Linked DNA regions of Gossypium hirsutum: regions 2, 3 and 4 are each linked to region 1. A link is a contact called in public Hi-C data. All regions are on one chromosome and are shown on one strand. Each heading gives the region's core, a stretch centred on a gene start, on an enhancer-like site or on the middle of the called end of the contact. The rest is flanking DNA. Distances are from core to core; before and after follow the strand shown. Region 1 holds the start of LOC107949465. Region 2 holds the start of LOC107949460 (transcription initiation factor TFIID subunit 12). Region 3 holds the start of LOC107949462 (IQ domain-containing protein IQM3). Region 4 holds the start of LOC107949461 (protein YIPF5 homolog).

What was found. A called contact is a pair of places that touch in the nucleus more often than the background predicts.
Region 2: a Hi-C map of leaf shows a contact between it and region 1, with 4 times the contacts expected there. The contact joins the promoter of LOC107949460 here to the promoter of LOC107949465 in region 1. A contact is called at or near these places in 10 of 34 Hi-C or Micro-C datasets (callus, hypocotyl and leaf).
Region 3: a contact with region 1 is called in a Hi-C map of leaf, with 2.6 times the contacts expected there. The contact joins the promoter of LOC107949462 here to the promoter of LOC107949465 in region 1. A contact is called at or near these places in 4 of 34 Hi-C or Micro-C datasets (callus and leaf).
Region 4: a Hi-C map of leaf shows a contact between it and region 1, with 1.9 times the contacts expected there. The contact joins the promoter of LOC107949461 here to the promoter of LOC107949465 in region 1. A contact is called at or near these places in 6 of 34 Hi-C or Micro-C datasets (hypocotyl and leaf).

Annotation. Positions count from the first base shown.
Region 1 is chrD01:33,026,731-33,029,911 of Gossypium_hirsutum_v2.1, forward strand. It overlaps LOC107949465, which reads left to right and starts at 1,319. Exons shown (of 3, transcript XM_016884118.2): 1 at 1,319-2,295; 2 at 2,836-3,022. The coding sequence starts at 1,609. It also overlaps the pseudogene LOC121213578.
Region 2 is chrD01:32,803,991-32,807,554 of Gossypium_hirsutum_v2.1, forward strand. It overlaps LOC107949460 (transcription initiation factor TFIID subunit 12), which reads right to left and starts at 2,312. Exons shown (of 9, transcript XM_016884113.2): 1 at 1,637-2,312; 2 at 1,390-1,545; 3 at 320-811. The coding sequence starts at 2,140.
Region 3 is chrD01:32,865,220-32,868,601 of Gossypium_hirsutum_v2.1, forward strand. It overlaps LOC107949462 (IQ domain-containing protein IQM3), which reads right to left and starts at 1,655. Exons shown (of 9, transcript XM_016884115.2): 1 at 1,169-1,655; 2 at 970-1,084; 3 at 837-902; 4 at 653-741; 5 at 417-504; 6 at 183-329; 7 at 1-85. The coding sequence starts at 1,527.
Region 4 is chrD01:32,824,567-32,828,116 of Gossypium_hirsutum_v2.1, forward strand. LOC107949461 (protein YIPF5 homolog) reads left to right here and starts at 2,298. Exons shown (of 1, transcript XM_016884114.2): 1 at 2,298-3,385. The coding sequence starts at 2,529. The coding sequence ends at 3,278.

The sequences.
Region 1 (3,181 bases), core at 69-2,568:
ATAAATTTTATTATAATTATCAAACTCATTTTTAAAAAATTAAATATTGAGTTTTTTTAATGAAATGAAAATTAGTACTGAAATCAACAAACAATAATAATAATAATAATAAAAGCTTAAAATAATAGTTAAGGAAGTCTTTACATGCACGACTCTTCATCGATATCATTCTTATTAAAATAAATGAAGTTTTAGTGACAATTATTTACAATTTTTCTTTTTATAATGGGTTGTCTTTTATTATTTGTTCATGAAATGCATACTCATCGCTCTAGAAAAACACAATGTGACAAATACATAGGAGATTGTTTTTATGAGTAAATTTGTCCATTTTGGAAGATAACAAGAGGAACAGGATCCGTTTTTCCAATATTTAAGAAAATAAGTCAATTTTATAGAGAGATCCAAAAAACGTGTTCTACAAAACATATATTTTTTAATAACTTAACATAACAACTCCTTTAATTAGATGATTAAATGTTGGTAGTTTTGCCTTTGAGTCTCAGGTTTGATTTCTCTTCTACTCTACTCACATTTGTATTCTTATTTTCATGTTGATTTAATTTTTTTTTTAAAATTAATTAATAATTAATAAATATATTTTCAAATTTTTTAATTCATCTTTTTAATTAATAACTCTTTTATTTAATTTTTTAAAAAAAATTAAAATAACGTGAAATTAAGAATACAAATGTGAATAGGAGAGGAACCAAACTCGAGGCTTAAGGATAAAACAAATAACATTTAGCAATCTAACAAAAAAAACTGACATGTTAAGTCATTAAAGAAAACACATTTCGTAGAATACTTTTTCAGACACAAAAAGTGCTTCGTGCTGGATGCGTTTTTAATTTATCTCTTTAAAATCGACTTGTTTCCTAAATATAAAAAAAATCAATTTAAATCCGTAATTATTTTTTAAAAACGATATTATGGCTGTTTTTATAATCTCCTTTAAGACAAGACAAAGCATTTTTTTTATATATAGTATATATATAAATTTGCTTTCTTTTTTGATTTTACTCTCTCTTTCTTTAATTTTCTTTTATGCCCATAATCTCTGTACGTTACCCATTTTATTATAGTTTTCTTTTCATTTGAACATTAAAGTTGAATTTTAATATTTAAAGGTATAATTTAAAAAGTAGAGCATATTCAAATGGTACAAAATCAATTAATAATATTAAGAATTAAAAATAGAGGCTAAATTATAAAAATGTAAAGTGTACAAGGACTGAATTCAAAATTAAACCCCTTTATTTATTGGTTGTTGTTTGGGTAAAATGTAAAATCCTTTCTGTATTATTATTTTATAATAAGTTTCTTTTTATCACTATCTTCACCTCGATATTGTGAACCTTCAAGATTTGAATCAGAGAAGGGAACTCTCCTCATTCTTTCCTTTCTGAGTTTTTCTCCCTATTTATTCATTTATAGGCCAACTCCTTCGTCTTCTTCATCAAAATCTTATCTTTTGCTGCGTTGATTTTTTTCTGGTTTACAGTTGAATTCTCTTCAACTCTTTCACTGTGCTGAAGCTCAAAGCTTGTCGAGATTTTTCTAATTACATTGTCAAAAGTGAAAGGGAAATTCAAATATATCTTTTGAATGATGGCTCGGAAGCATTTGCACGAGTTACTTCAAGAGGATCAAGAGCCATTCCTTTTGAAGAATTACATTGCTGATAGGCGTTGTCAACTCAAGAAATCACCACCTAAAACTCATCTTCAACTCCATAAACCAAAACCCATCTCTCAAAACTCCAACTTTCCTTTAAATTTCTGCAAAAAAGCTTGCCTTTTCTCTTTCCATGACTCACCAGACTTGAACAAATCTCCTTTGTTTCAACCTATAACCCCCAACACCAAAAACACCAATGGCACTGCTTTTGGGTTATTTGGTTCCATTCTAAAGAGGCTAACTCATCGTACCAAAAACCCAAAGCCTGAAACAGCTACTAAAGGATCAAAAGTTTCAGTGAAGGACATTTTGAGGTGGGATTCAACTGTGAGGAAAAACAATGTAATGAGTGAAGACAAGTGTGGTTCAAGTTCTTACACTGATAGGCCTACCAGTGATGTTTGGTCCCAAAGCAATGAAGAAATGGACATGGATACTTCATGTAGCTCTAGTCCATCGGGGGATTTTGAAGAGGTTTTCATTTCCAATGAAGTTGTAGGAAATAACTCAGCTTTTGCTTCTTTTGATAAGCACTTTTCTCAAAGCCCTTTACGTTTTGTGCTTCAAACTAGCCCTTCTTTCTCGGCTACATCTCCCAGTCTCCATGAAAGAAAGGTCAGTGCCTTTAATTGAATGATTACTTATAATCAATTGGTTAATTAAAACTGCAACTCTGATCTGGTTAAAGCTTCTTCATTTTGTTTTTTTTTTTGGGGGGGGGGGGCGGGGGGAGTAAACTCGTGACTCAGGTGACTGAGTTCTTTGACTTGCTTGAACTGTCGGCAAATTGAATCACTCTGCTGCACATTTTTGGGGTCTAATTGTCGTTTTAGTCTTCTACTATGCTAAAATTAAAGTAGAAGGATTAAATCTCAAACTTTAGCATACTTGAGGGATTAAAACCATATTTAGACGGCTGAAATTTAATCTGAATTGCCATATATGCCTGCTGGTTTCTGGTTGATTTGACTGGTATTAAGTGTTATATATGCCATTTAGTCCTTTCATTTTGTTTAATTGTACCTTTGATTATGTTTCTACCTTGCAAATCTTATATGAACACAATTATGGAAGTTTCAGCTGATACCATGATTATAACTGTTATTTGAATATGAGCATTTCTTAATCAATGGCTGATTTATTGAATTGTAGCAGGAGAAGGAAAATTATGAATTAGAGAGCTTAAAAAGATTTCAAGTTGAAGAACAAGAAGAAGAACAATGCAGCCCTGTTTCTGTTTTGGACCGTCCATTCGAGGATGATGACAGACATGCGGATGACGACGATGGTGATAGTGGGATCGATTGTTTCGATCTTGAATCCACCTATGCATTTGTACAAAGTACGTTTTCTTTTAATTGCTTTCAATTAAATTTTGTACCATTCCCTTATGCTCTGTGAAGTCTTTATCAGTTAACTTTACTTATTAGTCTATATCCATGGATTTGCTCAGACTTGTTAGCCATGTATATATAAAAGTTGTAGATTACATATGCAAATG
Region 2 (3,564 bases), core at 1,062-3,561, 220 kb before region 1:
GTTATATTGGTGACTAACATACAACCACTGAAATGGAATAACACAATACCCTTGAATATAAACCAAAAAATGGAAGGCCATTTAGAGACACTAACGGTATGAAATGTGGAGGAGGAATTTGCTCAATACTATTAACCTTTTACATACTGTACATATACAGCTTTAGAGAATTTTAATCATTTCCTTATATGGCATAAGATACTAGATATTTTCATAAAAGGTACAGATTTGGTAGATAAACGTAGAATAAGTGGAGAAAAGTAAGATCCAGAGGTATAATCCTAAAATCCTAAATGTAAGCTAGTCTAGAATAGTTCACCTGGTTAACTATATCATGGATGCTTCTTTTGCTAAGAATCCGACCACCAGAATCATCACTTTCTGTAATTGCTGCTTTGTTTTGGGTCACCTGGACTGTGCTTGGTTGTACCATTGCGAGAGAAGAAGGCTTTTGATTTGCAGAGCCCTGGGATCTGGAATCTTGTTGTTGATGAGGTAGAGATTGTGAGGCCCTTGATTGCGAAAACTGTTGCTCAAAATGTTCCTGCTGCTGAATCGATGATATATTTTGCGGTGGCACCTGTGGAGATGATACATGCTGCTGTTGTGAAACTGTTTGCAACGAATGATGTTGCTGGGGTATATGTGCCCTCAGCTGTGGTCTATGCCAAGGGGGTGGCAAAGGTGGCTTCCCTTGCGCTCCAGATGATAGCCACGGCTGATTAGGGGATTGTGGAGTTTGTAGAGTACTTGGTGTTGAAGAAGAGGAACCAACCGCTGACACTCTCATAAGGCCATGCCCTTGGAAATTCTACAAAAAAATGAAAAAGAAAACAAGGAAAAAAAAGGTCACATAATATTCAAGGAAAGGCATCAAACACAAATTCACCCAACATTTATAATCATGATGACAATAATGTGTTCTTTTCTTTCACATTCGATGATAGGAGAATGGGGATTGGTATGCTAAGGATCGAACCCTAGGTCTCATGCCACACAATACAAGAATCTGGCTATGAAGCCAAGAGGTTGTTGGCAACCACAATGTGTTATATAGTAGATAATAACACCTTAGCTCTCTTGACGAACTCCTTAAAGCAGCTTACTTCAACCTACCAATACTATATTCAAATTAAGATTAAAAATAATAATACAAGTCAGGGAGAAAGGATTAGTATTTTCTAGATTCAACCAACAGTTCTAAGCAGCCTTAAAAATCTAAAACATTATTAAGAACTCTATTAAAATATGCTAAAACTGTTATTACTGCGACCATTTAAATTCAACTAACATTTTTTAGCATTATTAGAACATTATTGACAAAAAATCAATGTCATTTAAATTAATAAAAAGAAATAATATACATTAATCCTTAAAAATAATACTAACTTGGGTAGAAGGGGACTGGCTAGTTGGTGAAGATGTTGGTCTAAGAGATGATTGCAAAGGCCTTTGTTGATGCTGAGCAGAAATCCCACCTGGTCTCATTTGTGAACTTGAACCAACTGATGATCCCATCCCTATTCCTCGCATCATTGGCCTTGCCTATGAAAAAGAAATATCACAAGAAGAGGAAATTTCAGCATCAAAAGCTCAAAATCGTGAGTGAAAATAACCCACAAGCTTAAAATCCAACCTGGGAAACATTGGAACTAGAGGTTCCACCGAAGGAATGGCCAAAGGAACCGGTAAACGGAGTGGATTGCGGAGGTGAAGGAGAAGGAGGCGAGGGGCCAGAATGGGACGAAGGAACACCGAGGGCAATGCTGCCTCGCGGCTGAGAGGAAAGTGAAGGGGAAGGAGACGATGAGGCGGAAGGAGAAGAGGAAGAGAAATGAGTGAACTGGGCAGAGTGCTGTTGCCATGGCCTCGAGAATGCAGCGGCGGATCTTGGCTGATGAGAGGGGAGAGCTGGTTTAGGCTGCGGCGGCTGTTTCGGTGGTGGTATGGCGGAAGGTAAGGGTTTCGGGATAGGGTTGGGGTTAGGGTTAGGGATTGCGGTAGAGGATGTTGAGGACGGGGGCGTTGGCGTTGTTTGTTGTTGAATTTGTGGCTGCGGCTGTGGTTGCGGAGGTGGGTCGACGGCGGAGGAAGGAGGAGGAGCATTAGGGGTTGGCGGCGGTGGTTGCTGTTGGTCCATCAGGAGTGCAAGGATGGAAGGATTGAAGAGGAAGTTTAGTTGGTTTATCAACTGTAGACGAGCTCTCTTTTTCCTCTCTGAACTTTTAAAACACACATTAAAATAAGCTATTGGATAAACTACAAATTTAGATCTTAATTTTATAAATTTGTCAATTTAATCCTATTTCTTTGTTTCGGGGTTTGAATGAAAATGTTTGCACTAAATATAAGGAAAGGAGTTATAAATATTGCTTATAATATCTGCAAACTTTCTATGGGGATTGGATAGTTGTAATCTTCAAATTTATTTATTATCTGTATTAAATTGGATAATTGTAATCTGTTTTTATTGGATTTATTTTCCAGTTCATTAAACTATCATCATTTAAACAAAATCTCACCATTCTGCATCTAATCTCCCTTGCTTAATACACTTAATGCATCAAAATAGGTATCATCATTTTAGATACTACTAAATGTTTTAATTAATATTATTAATTCCTTAAATATTCTCATTTGGATCATTTATAAATTTTCTTTCGACCGTTTTATTAAGGGTTAAAGTAAAAATTTATCAACGGTTTTAAAAAGTTGATTGACAAGGAAGCATAAAGAATGGTCAAAGAAAAAAGCTCTTAAAATATGCAAAATTCTGATAACGGAGGTGCTAGTGATTCTAGATCTGATGGGGATCGGAACACTAAGAAAGTGAGATTAAGGAAGGAATCGATGGAGAGGTTGCTACTATGGTTGTGGACTCTTATCTAATCCCGAATTTGTCTTGGAAGGACAAGCTTTTAGGGGGAGGAGCAGTCATTTTTGGTATGGCTTGTAATGACCCTAGCGAGGGAAGTGAAAGTGATTTTGAGTTGTTAGAAGGTGATGTGAGTACGACCATGGTCAATGGGATTCCAGCAATTGTCTTCTCGGACAGTATTTAAGAAATTCTCTTCAAAGAGATGGAATTGACGGTCGTACTCAAGCTTTTAGGGCGAAGCATTGGCTATAACACTCTTCATAATCAAATAAGCAGCCTATGGAAACCTACAAAACCATTCCATCTCATGGACATAGAAAACAATTATTTTTTTGTTAGGTTTCAGAACAATAAAGATTATAATCGAGTATTGACTCAGGGACCATGGATCATTTACGGCCAGTACCTTACTGTTCAACCTTGGACTAAAGATTTTACTTCATCGTAGCCATATCCCAGCGTGGTGATGGCTTGGACCCGGCTATCGAAACTCTCGAGATTTATATATAAATCGAAGACATAGAGGTCATCAGGGGGCTAGTCGAAAAAGTGGCAAAACTGGATTTTTTAAACTGATAGCAGAACCAGAGGCCAGTTCGCTCGTCTGGCTATGTTTATTAACATTGACAAGCATTTTCTTTCTCAGGTTATGGTCGACGGCATCGTCTAATGAGTGGAATATGAGG
Region 3 (3,382 bases), core at 405-2,904, 160 kb before region 1:
TCCCTTTCTCCACCACCAATCTACCAGCAGCTAGTGTCGCTCCACCGGCTAAGAAGCTAGAATGATGGAACATTCCTTTCTTCTTCTGCAAGGTACCGAAAAGACATTAAAGACATTTTTGGGTTTTTATACATCTAGTAAGTATGAAATCTAACAGTTGCAGTTCAAGCCAGATGGTTTACCTTGCCGGCATACAATTTCTTCGAGGTGCTCATAACAAATATCCATTTAACCTCTTTCGAGCCTTGGAATGTATCAAGGACATTTCTAGTTTGTTTATGGATAATCTTTCCTTCAACAACAATGTACTCATAATGTTCCCTTTCTTGCTGTTTACAACAACAGGGAATTAACAATTTCATTCAATCTTATTTGGAAAAAGAGATTGAATCTAACATATGAATTTGCATACATACAGGTCCAAGATACTTGATCAATTGTTTTTGAAGATTCGATCTTGAACATTCTTCGAGATCGACATCTTTGCCATCCCCTATATCTAACCTGTAGGAAACAAAATAAGAAAGAAAGGAAAAAGGTGAAATCATTGTTTTTGTCCTAGTACTATGCTCAATTTGAAGATTTAGTCCATCCACTTTAATTTGGTCTTCCTACCAAAATTAATAGAATGAGAAAAATGTTTGGGGTTTACCAATAGAAAAATGGTTGACCAGCATCAGTTTTACACCATTCATCGTAGTAAATATGTAAGTTATGGCCGTAACGGTGTCGTGGATCAATCTACAGTTGAAAAAAAAGTGTTCGATTCAACTAATAAAATTATCCAATATATTTTTTTAATCTTTTTAATAAAAAGATTAAGAAGAGTAAATTACAGCTTCAATCCAATGTTGAAAAGCCAATTTTTGTGCTTTGGCGTCTATGGACAACCCTTTCCCGACCTGACAAAATTCCCAACTTAATTATTTATGAAAATTAACCAAAAAATTAAAAAGAAGAAGAAAATACCTTAGAAGCATTTAAGCGAACGCGATTCCACCTTGAAGCAGCAGTTTCTGGTTTCAAATAATTAAAAAAGGAAATTGTGCTGTGATTAAGCCTTGCATAGTTTAAAGCCAGCCACCTGAAAATAATAAAAATATTTACTATTAGTATTAAATAATATATATTTTTTTAAGACAGACAAAGATTTTGCGGAAGAAACTACCAGAGTTCTTCAGCGACAACAGCAGAGTCTGCTAACCTACGCCGTGTCCGGTAACTCCTATACACCTTCTGGACCTTAACGGCAGCGTTGGAATGAGAAGAACCGCCACCGCGCGTCTGATTCGAACCCGGAGAATCTCGGCCGTCGGATAACGGCTCCAGCAGCATTTTCAAACCACCACCATTAACCACCGTCGGGAAATCCGATTCGCTAGCTTGGTTCGGACTATCCACAGATACAAATTCGGATTCCCCAAGTAAGCCGACGTTCGTAATGTCGGTGGAGGAAATGTTATAAAACGGAGACTTTGACTGGAGGTCGAAATTCGAAACAGCTGCTTGATTTTCGATTATTTCCATTGTTTTTCTTGGTAGCCAAATTTGAAGGAGTTTTCGAAAGAGAGAATCTTGGGGTCGTTGGTTTTTGAGAGAATACTTAAAAGAAAAAACCGGAGCCAAGGACTTAGAAAATCGCCGGGAAACCCACTTGTAGATTTTTATATGTATTCCACTTGGATTACGAGTAAGTAAAGTGCGTGTGTGTTACGCGCTGAGGTTGAGAGTGAGATTTTGTGTAACTCGCTCGAGACAAAACAAACTAGTGACCAAGCATCCTCAAAAGTAAAATCATTTATCATAAATCATAAATCTGGCTTTAACAGTCTTTGAGTAAGGATTTTTGTGATTTTATTATTATTATTATTATTATTATTGAATTTTGTTAATCTAATTGAAATAAAATTTGGGTGCCATAAATCTATTTTAGTTAAACTAAAAAATATAAACAAATAAATTCAACATTGATTAAATTTTAAATAAGGATATATATATTTTAAAACTATTTCAAAGTAAAATAAGAGTGTGTTCACATGGGGAACTTTCAAAATTTTAAAGCTAAATTTACTTATTTGTATAAATATAAGTTCTAAAATTTATGTAAATAAGCAGTATTTTTTCAAAATTTCTTATTATTTTATTTTATTTAATACAGATGATCACATTATAAGATAAAAAACTTCAATTTCAAAAATTATTTTTATTTGATTCTAATGTATGTTTTTAAACTTTCATTTTATTAAAATTATTTATAATTTTTTACAAATATAATGATATCCATATTGAATACTTTATATTATTTATTTCTAATATAATTCTTCTTCTTTTATAATTACTTTTTGATTTGCAAAACAAGATATTTTATAGTTTTTTCTAATTTTATATTTACTTTGTAAAATAATGATATTTTAATCATTATTCAACTGAGTTAGTGTTTGACTGACTCATGACACCAAACTCAACCAAAGACTTAATATATAATATAGAATAGATAAATTTGGGGGTAAATTAATGAAATATGATGAATTTTTTTAATATTTAAGTAAATAGCTTGTTTTTTTATTTACCAGGATATGTTGTTTTTGGAGAGAGAAATGAAAACGCATCATGTAGGACGCGTTTTTAGGAGAGAGAAATGAAAACGAGAGAAAAATGAAAACGCGTCCTGAAGAACGTGTTTTTAGGAGAGAAAAATGAAAACGCGTCCTGCAGGGCGCATTTTCTCTTTGACCATTTTCAACCCCAAGTATAACCTTAATTTTTTCCTCTGAAGCCGAGATTCCAAGGATAATTTTCAAACACTACAACCTGGGAATCCCGGGATAAAATTGCAAAACATGGTTTTTTTTCTCCCCGCCCCCTCACCTATGTAAATGGGAGTTTCCATCACCCTACTCCATCATCTCTCTTGCCCATTGTCTCCTTTAAATTGTTTTTTTCATTTTTCTTGTGTGTTGAAATTTTCGGGTTTAAATATTTCTTTTTCTTTTTCTTTGAGGGAGACATAATCATAGTTTTAAGTTGTGTTTGGGTTCATGGTGATGCCATAGAGCTCAGTGACCTAAAAATTTCACCTGTCGTATGAGGATGGAGCCATTACTTAAGAAGTCGGGATTGCATTGCAACTCAAGGTCCTAGTTGACAGTGACTATACGGTCATGAGTTGTAGTGTAACTAGGGTTTCAAGTTTACAAAGGTTATACTGTCAAGGGATAGAGTATAGCTAGGGGACCTAGTTGGCGGTGGTTATACGGGCACGACAACAAGTTTCACCTTATCAGAGGAAGATGCCCTAGTGAAAAGCACAAGGGCCTTTCAATATACTCAACTTACCCATTTTCTCCACCAAAGATGCTAAACTCATTACATTAACCTATAA
Region 4 (3,550 bases), core at 1,048-3,547, 200 kb before region 1:
AATAAGACCATTTATGTTTGTTTAAATTTTTAATTGGGCTTTTTCTTACTTATTTTAAACTGCTAGTTTAGGAGAAGACGAATTTTCAAATTAATTACTGTTTTCAAAGACATGAAATTTAAACATTAGAGTTTTCAAAAGCTTCCGCGATTTTAGATCAACCTATTATAAAAATAGTAGATAACAAGGAAAACATTTTGATTAGTTGATTCGTTAAATAATAACAAATGGGTTTTTTTAACTTAGAAACGAAATTTTTACCAACAAGTCCAATTTTCGAAAGATACTTCAATGTGACATACCAGATTCGACCATAACGTCTCGGTCGGGTTTGGGGTGTTAAAAGGAGGATAGAAATTGAAAAGGGAAAAAAAGATCCTATTCAATTCTTATTCGGTGTTGAGTAAAAGGAATGGCTATGCAGTCTTTTCCCTGGATAAGAATGGATTCAATGCAAGTTGTAATAGGCATTACAGCCAACCAAACATTGGTTTGATAGTGGGCCCACCAAATTGGGCTGTAATCTATTCTTATTACACCCAACCAAATATGCTATTAATTTTAAAATTACTTTATCCATTACATCACACGTTTATTATTTATTTATTTATTACAAAAAGAAGGAAAGAAGGAAGCCAAATTCGAATTACCCCTTCTCCATAAGTGTCACTATGGAGCAAGGGTTCAAGGCTCATTGACATTGTCTCAAGTTGAACCAGACCTCTCTCAATATTCTAAATTAAATTCGCCAAGTGATCCATGCAAATATTTCCTTTATGATGAATGTGTCTAACCTCGATCACGCATCTTTCATTTATTAAATTAATAAAATTTATTTATTCATATTTTATTATTATCTGTGATTTATATAACAAATTTAATCATACAAGTACTTATTCATTATTTACAACTTTTACAATTTAGTCATTTTACCTTAATTAATCACTAATTTGACAAAATTACCTATAAAAAATTCAATTAACCTATACAGTAAATCCGTAAATATTTATATTAAATATTTATGAGTTTGGTTTATAGAAATGAGGTCCCATTACATCATTTTCTAACACCACTAACTTTAGGGTCGCTACACTTGTATCTTAACTAACTACCCAATTAGCAAATCCGTTAGACCAAAATTTAATATCATATTATAATTAACTCGTAAATATTAATTGATAATATTTACGGACTGATCATTGGAAAAAGAGACTGAAAATCGGACTATTACAATAGTAGCAAAATTAATAATAAAACAAAAAATTATATAATATCCAAATAATAATAACAAAATTGTAGTACTATAATAGCAAAAAAACAACAAATTGTAGCAGGAAAGAAAATTTAGGTAGATTCGGACCGGGCTGAACTCGGGCCAAAAGAAACTTACCCGAAATTCGACACATTTAGAAAATGAGCCTTATTTTTTGTTGAAGCCCATATTTCGGACCTATATTTTAACCCAAACTTTTCACCTTTTAGGTGAAGCCATGATCAGTTAAGATTTGGTGCTGAAGCATTAGAGATGGGAAAAGAAATAGAAGAAAATCATGAACAATTCCAGGTTGATTTAAATGACGAACAGTGTGGCGATGAAGCATGAGAACACGGTTGAGTAATGGTTTTAAAGAATATTTTTATGAAAATGATGAAGCTGATTTAACGATAGAGCAAGTAAAAGGGATGGAATTTATTCCATTAGCTGGAGCTGAAGGAAAATTTAAAATTTAAGATAATTTATCCACCTGATTTTAACATAAAATTTTTAAATATTAATTGTCATACTTTTAAAAGAAAATTGATCCGCCAAGGATTTAAAGAGTGGGTAGGGGCAGCAAGGGAGTTGTCCCAAGCCCGAATTTCTTTTTAACAAAGATTAAAAAAAAAGTTCTAAAATTTCCTTTTAATGTAAAAAATTATTAAATATTTTTTTTATAATTTACAAAAGAATATTTAATTTTTCTTTTACAAAATTATCAAAACACAATTCAAATTTGTATTAGATTAATTTAATGACTGTTTCTAAAAACTTTTTAATGTAAACTTAGATTAATTTTACTTATTAATCCAAAGATACTTTATTTATAAAATATTATTATCTTTAATTGATTCTAATATCAATTATAATTTTTTAAAATTAATTCTAATACTTAGAGTAAGTAAAAAAATCATAATTTAATTAATACGTATGCATCAGACGGGCAACAAAAACTAGTTAAGAGTTAGGCATAGATTACTCAATACCTATTTATTACAGTTTCAACTGTGTTATCTCATCTCATGTTGTATAAAATAACAAAAGAAAGTGGAAATGTGCAATAATGTAATTTCGCGGGGCAAAACACGTCAACATGTTCATCTCCCGCGGTTGAACACTTCAACCATTTGCAAAAAATCCAGACGAATAGTCCAAAACACCCTTCCATTCACCGCCCAATTTTAACACTATATATTTCCCTTGAGAAGGCAAAAAAAGAAAAAACTTGCCTTGGTGCCCCCACAAAAGAATCGCTATAGCTTCAACAAAAATGAGCAAACAATTCACAGTGCCACCGGTGGTTTTTCCGTCCGGCGGTGGTGTCAACCCCAACGTCGGTAACATCAACCAACGCCGTGTCCCAACGGCTCCTTTCCAGCCCTCTTCCTCCGCCATACCCTTCATGGCCTTCGATATGGGGTCGGTTCCATCATCATCCGGATCCTTGGGCGGCACAATCTCCACGTCAGCCGTATCCGCTTCCGCCTCATTCGAAGACGAAGAACCCCTCCTCGACGAACTGGGCATCCACCCGGACCAAATCTGGCACAAAACGAGATCCATCCTCAATCCTTTCCGGGTCAACCTGGCGGCACATAAAGACTCGGATCTCTCCGGCCCGATCTTCCTCTACTTGTCTTTCTGCTTATTCCAGCTCCTCGGCGGCAAGATCCAGTTCGGCATAATCCTGGGGTGGATCGTGGTCTCCTCGATTTTCCTCTACGTGGTTTTTAACATGTTGGCGGGTCGCAACAACGGCAACCTAGATCTGCACACGTGTACGAGCGTGGTTGGTTACTGTATGTTGCCGGTGGTGATATTATCGGCGGTGTCGCTTTTCATGCCGCAGGGGATCGGTGTGGTGAGGTACGCAACGGCGGGGGTATTCGTGGTTTGGGCCACTAGGTCTTGCGCCAATTTGATGGTGGCGCTTGCTGATGGGGTGGAAGAACACCGTGGGCTGATCGCGTATGCTTGTTTCTTGATCTACGCATTATTTTCGCTTCTGGTCATATTTTAATTCAAACTGATATTTATAGTAAAGATGCTGTTTTTGAAATTTGATATCTAAAATGCTACAGAATTGCACACTCTTTGGTTTCTGAAAATGAATGACATTTGGATCAACTCTCACTTCATCATCAATTTAATACATATTAAATTTTGAAATATATTTGAATACATACATTGTCCATCTCCATGCTTACTTCAACTCATTGTATGATTCTTAAAATTTATTAAATTTGTCCATATTTAAAATTAACTAATAAATTATCGATTCAGTTGGATACG